2 separate regions of the Oryctolagus cuniculus genome follow, and region 1 is linked to region 2. Evidence: chromatin contacts called from public Hi-C data. All regions are on one chromosome and are shown on one strand. The core of a region is the stretch at or near the end of the contact, and the rest is flanking DNA. Distances in the headings are between cores, read along the strand shown.

What was found. Hi-C and Micro-C count contacts between places; a contact is called where the count stands out from the background.
Region 1: a Hi-C map of liver shows a contact between it and region 2, with 4 times the contacts expected there. The contact joins the promoter of MYBL1 here to the enhancer-like site in region 2. A contact is called at or near these places in 2 of 6 Hi-C or Micro-C datasets (ear pinna and liver).

The regions. Positions count from the first base shown.
Region 1 is chr6:92,273,981-92,277,087 of mOryCun1.1, reverse strand. It overlaps MYBL1 (MYB proto-oncogene like 1), which reads left to right and starts at 1,609. Exons shown (of 16, transcript XM_051844529.2): 1 at 1,609-2,246. The coding sequence starts at 2,227.
Region 2 is chr6:92,186,592-92,189,494 of mOryCun1.1, reverse strand. No RefSeq gene overlaps it. Among named protein-coding and RNA genes, the nearest start is that of VXN, 33 kb to the right of the region's middle. Within about 2 kb of position 1,279, at least 1 of the 8 cell types and tissues checked has an H3K27ac peak or open chromatin away from gene starts, as enhancers often do.

The DNA of each region.
Region 1 (3,107 bases), core at 360-2,859, 87 kb before region 2:
AGCAGAATCTCAGCTTCCTGTCAGAATATATATGAAGTATGACCCAGGAAAAAATAGGAAATGTCTGATTCCAAGTGACTTTCGAAATCTAGTGAAACTTGGAAACTAATTTCCAATCTATTTTTTTTTAAGTTATTTTTTTGAAAGGCAGAGTTAGAGAGAGGCAGAGGCAGAGGCAGAAAAAGCCAGAGAGGTCTTCCATCTGCTGGTTCACTCTCCAAATGGCCCCAACGGGAGCTGGCCTGATAGGAAGCCAGGAGCCAGGAGCTTCTTCTGGGTCTCCCACACGGGTGCAGAGGCCCAAGGACCTGGGCCAACTTCTACTGCCTTCCCAGGCCATAGCAGGGAGCCGGATTGGAAATGGAGCAGCTGGGACTCCAACTGGCGCCCATATGGGATGCCAGCACTGCAGGCAGAGTCTTTAATCGCTAAGCCCCAGCACTGGCCCTCAAATCTTTTTTTTTTTTTTTTTAAAGTGGACCAGCAATTCAGCATGATTTGGAATAAAAAGCTGCTTAACCTTCCCATAATCTATACCTTGAGAAAAAGGAACTCTAAAAACGCAAATGTATTTAAGTTTTGACAGTAGTGCTTGTAACCACCTCTTAATTCAGATTTGCACCTGCATTTCTGATTTGCAAAAGATGATGCGTAGAATTTCAAAATAGCAAATGTCAGTTTGGTACAATATTAACACGCGGTTCAGTGCTCTATCCAGTAGAGCATGCTGTCTTGCAAATTTGAATCCTTAACCGTGTCTAATCGTTAGTGCAGTTAACCTACTTTCCTGCTAGGCGAACTGCGCAGTTCCTAGTTACTAGACTTGGAGCCTCTAGTGGCTCCAACTGCTGGAAGCTCCCGCGGTGCGGTACCGCACGTCCCACCCCCGCTTCTCCTGTGAGGGCGGAAGGTCAACGTCTCGGGCTGTCCATCGTACTTATTCATCTGGACCAAGTTCCCAGACCACCTCTGTTCTGTCTTCTCGCATTATTCTCCCGGACCAAGCTCCCCCACCCCGCACATCAGTTCTATCCCTTAAGGTGGGGCGCTGCATTAAGTACTTTGAGAACGTAATGCACACACGCATCATTTCCTTTTACCGCTGTACACACGTCTCCGCCTAAAATCTTTTCCACTTGTCACACTTCTGTTCCTTCTTGAGGAAAAATGAGGTGATATTCAGTTCCCTGCCACAGAATCTTCGCCACTCTCCTAGCTAGGATGTCTTCTGGGTAAAAATAGCTCCCGTTTTTGCTTAAAAAAATAACCGCCGCGAAAATGTTATGATTAAATTTGTGTCACATCCGACGACCGCGCCTAATTACGAAGGCGGGATACATCCAAACAGCCAGGACCTACTGCCCAGAAAGGCTGCAGAGACGTTCTTCGGCCAGGCGGCAGGACCGCCCTTCCCCAGGGACACCATCCGCTCACCCGGGGAAATTGAGGGCGGCGGCTTCTGCGGCCGCCGCTTCCGGATCCGCCCCTCAAGCTCAGGAACTCGGCTTCCCTGCAGGCCGCGCGCGGCCAGGGCGCTCCGCCCCCTCGCGGTGCGGCTCTCCGCGCGCTCCGGGTCCCGGCACAGCTCGGCCCGCGAGCCCCGCCTACGGCCCCACCCCCTAGTTCCCCGCTCCTTCGCCGTCTCCCGCGAGTTCCAGTCCTGGCTTCCAGCTCCCCAGCCCCGCCCTCAGCAGCGCGCGCTCTCCCCGCCCCGCCCTGGCCCCCCGCGTGCGGGCGCCACAGCCAATAAGGTTCCGGGCCGCGTGCGCAGATTCAAACGGCGGCTCTTGAGGGAGGCTGGGCGCGAGATTCGGCGGTGCGGACAAAACCCTGCAGGAGGCTGCGAGCCCTGCACAGCTGCTCGCTGCGGGGAGAGGGCGGGGGTCGGCGCCCGCGGCGGAGCTGCGCTGGGACCTCAGCCGGGAGGCTCAGAGGCGGCCGAAGAAGCTGGCGAGGGGCGGGAGCGTGCCTCCTGACATGTTGGGGGCATCCCTGACCGGGCCGGGCCGGGGCTAGGACACAGCGCTGCGGGCCGGGGGCGGGTCGCGGTCCGCCCCTCAGTCCCTCCGTCCTGCCCTGCCTGGGACTTGGCGTTCCGCTCTCGGCCGCCTCTGGGAGGGAGCGAGGGAAGCCGCTGGGAGAGTCGGGGAGAAGGAGCATTCGCCTGAGGCTGGAGGAGGCTGACTTGCGTCCCCGCCCAGCCCGCGCCTATGCGGTACTTGAAGGATGGCGAAGAGGTCGCGCAGGTGGGTGACATCCCTTTCACCCGGGCCTGTCAGCGCCAACTCTGGCCGGGGTCTCGTTCGTTTCCCGCTGCCCCCCGCACCCAGCTCTCCCCCAGGCAGGGCAGAGGGTTTCCAAGTCGCTGCCCTACAGCCTCTCGGCCCCACGGGGTCGAGCGCAGGGCAGAGTGGGGGACCAGTGTGTGTGACGGCGTCCCCACGGCGCACGTCCCACCTCTCAGCCCTCCCAGCCACTCTTGGAGGGAGGTTTCTTGCCAGGTAAGTGTGTGCGCTTTGAGGGAAGATGCTACCCGGATACAAGTGATCGTGCCCATCCTGGATGCCTCGAAACGGAGTTTAGAGTTCGCTTCCGATCGACTGCACTGTCGAAATAGGAGCTCCCCGACAAACCTGGGCGGCAGCCCCTCTGCCAACTCTGCTCTCTTGAAAGGTTATGGAAAATCCCCTTTTGGGTAGCTGAGGAGGACCTTTGTGTGATGCTTTCTCTAATTACAATGCCCATGTTCATGTATATGTATTTTACATCTTCTGGGAAGATAACACACCGTGGCTACCACCAGCTTGCTCTTAAAACACTGTTTGAGTCACTTGACATTTTGGGCGTCCTTCGTTAACTCTGTATCTAAGTGTGGCACAGAGGTGTTGCACATATTTTGTTGGAAAATGTGTAGAATGAATCATTTTTTTGTGTGTCGCTACAGTAGCTACTCATCAATTATGTGGAGTAATCGCTTCGATGACGAAAATCTGGGATGTGTTTTAAATCTTCAGTAGTATTAAATAAACCTGAAAAGATGTTGGGCAGAATTTCCAAAAGTTTTTTTTGATTTAGATCCACAGCTTCAAAGTCTGAACTAGAGGCGT
Region 2 (2,903 bases), core at 30-2,529:
CAAATTGCTGCTATTGGAACCCAAATTGCAAACAGGAAGATATTGAAGCATGTCAACAAAAGCAAGGGAGAAATTGAACAATGGAATATTGAGGCTTCTTAAACTTAGTTCTCCACCTGAGTTTATTTTCTCTGGATATTAGCTCACCTTACAAATGAACGGTTTTTGGACTGGAGATCCACAGAAGCATCAGTGGAAGTTTTTTTTTTAAGATTTATTAATTTATTTGAAAAGCAGAGTTACAGAGAGGCAGAGGCAGAGAGAGAGAGAGAGAGAGAGAGATATCTTTCAAGTGTCTGGGTCATCTTCTACTGCTTTCCCAGGCCATAGCAGAGAACTGGATCGGAAGTGGAGCAGCAGGGTCTTGGACCGGTGCCCATATGGGATGCCAGCGCTCCAAGCCAGAGCGTTAACCTACTGTGCCACAGCGCTGGCCCCTGACTCATTTACTTTTGGAATCTCTTTAGGCCCTTGCCCTTTTTTCTTTGGCAAAGTTTTACTCATCTTTCAATACCCAGCCCAAATGTCCCTGATGCTCACTCCTTTATTTCCCTTAGCAAAATATAAACGCCCAACATGAAGGTCACACAGTTTCCTTATTTGTTTATATCAGCATCTTCTACTAGACTGTTCCACCATCTAGAGGCAAGAGTTTTGCAGTTTTTTATTCCCAGTATCTAGCACTGTTTGCTGAACAATGAGTTTATCTTGTCTGAAATCCTTCTGCTTTCTGATCATAAGCTTCAATGAACTCCTTCTGTTTTCTTTTTCTTTCTGACTTCTGTCTCAAACTCCCACACCTAATTCCCAGCTCATGTCTTCTCATCCATTTCCTAACCTCCCCTTCCTCTTGCCTCTGTCCTAAGTCCAATTTTGTAGACACTGCTAGATTCTGTGTAACCTCGGGATGGCTTTGGCTTTTTGTTTTCTTGTAGGGAAGGCATGGTTTGCATTTCAAGACACAGAGTTGAATTGTAGAGGAGGGTGTGTTTTTACAATTCTTGTTGTAGTGGGGTCTCTTGTTGTAGTGCGCCCCAGCACTTAGAAAAGCACTGGGGTGGGACTTGGGTTTGTGGTTTTACTTAGTGCACCTCTAGGCAGAGTAAGGAGACTGGAAATGTACCCAGGCTGGAGAAACGTCCTCACATCTAGCTGCCTACCTGTGCCCTGCCCCCTTCTACCACACATGCCACGGAGGATTTTGTGAGAGGGAGCCCAGGGCATTGACCTAGATGGCTGCACACTGTTTGTGCTGTTGCCCTGGACACTGGGATGACAACTGAACCACTAGCCTGATGCAATCAGCTCACCTGCTGAGTAATGGGTTGGCTGAGAGCCTGCCTTCTCCTTCCTCCCCGGAGCCACAGGCAGCACTTCCTCCCTCTGGAGGTGAGCTGTGGTGCAGTCAGGGACACTGATCTGTGGTCAACAGGTCATTAGAAATGAGGAAAGCGTCGGTTCCCTTTGTCCTGAGACCAGAAAGTCTCCCCCACACAAAACACACACACACACACACAACATAACGGGAGCAGGTAGGTGCTGTCTTCATGCTACAGAGATTGTGTAGGGACCACACTCTAGGAATGTGGACATTCCCAGGCTGGGGACACAGCTGTCAGGCATGGCCCTTTGTCACCCATTTCCCAGCACACCTACTCAGCATTTCTCCATCACTATTAGCTAGCACCAGAAAAGCTCCTGCCTTGTGGAGACAGGGAGCCTCTTTAGATTATGGCCTTCCTTTATGGGTTTTCCTTTTTTTTAAAAGATTTATTTTATTTATTTGAAAGACAGAGTTACAGAGAGAGGTAGAGACAGAGAGAGAGGTCTTCCATCTGCCAGTTCACTCCCCAGAAGGCTGCAACGACCGGAGCTGTGCTGATCCAAAGCCAGGAGCCAGGAGCTTCTTCTGGGTCTCCACATGGGTGCAGGGGCCCAAGCACTTGGGCCATCTTCTACTGCTATCCCAGGCCATAGCAGAGAGCTGGATCGGAAGAGGAGCAGCCGGGACTTGAACCAGCCCCCTTATGGGATACCGACGCTTCAGGCCAGGGCTTTAACCCACTGTGCCCTCTAGGGGGTTTTTCTATCACGGTCAATAAAGGGTGCCCAGATCCTTACAGGCATTTTTTTTTTGCCCAAGTGGCAGGACAGTGAGGGCCAGGTGGTGGGGAAATGTGCAGTCTCTGGCTTTGTACCCCTTGTCACAGTCTCTGCTGGAGCTTGGAGGTGGGGTAGGAGGGCTGAGACCCAGGGAGCCTAGTGCTCCTGGGGAGCTCAGGGGTCCTGTCCCTCATTTGCAGGCCCCTGGGTGTGAGTGTGGCCAGATTTCCTGGACAAGTTTGCTTCAGTGCTTCTGCTAACAGAGGACAGAAAATGCACCCTGTGAGTCTGCAGCCTAAGAGGAGTTTTCCTTGGAAGGCTGATGTTTGCTTTTAAAGTTCTCTTCATGTTAACTTAAAGGAAAACTTTGAGGGAGTTTCCAATTTACAAAGAAATTGTAAGAACAGTGTGAAGAACTAAACCGCCCCAAACTCATCATTTAAAAGTTCACTCCCTACTTATTTGTAGCCTATGAGAACCCCACCTTGGTGAGAACAGTGGAGAAGGGCCTGGAACGGAAGGGCAGGGCCAGAGACTTTGGCTTTTCTCAGGTATGGCCTGATGTTTCCTACAGTGAGACTATGCATGCCGCGCTTCTGTCTCGCCAGCACACACAGCGGTAAAATCGATAATGCAGATATTTGGGAAAAGGTAAGCTGAGGGGCTGGCACTGTGGCGTAGTAGGTAAAGCCGCCGCCTGCAGTGCCAACATCCCATATGGCCGTTGGTTTGGGTCCTGGCTGCTCCACCTCTGATCCAGCTCTCTGCTATGGCCTGGGAAAGCATTAGAAGATGACCCA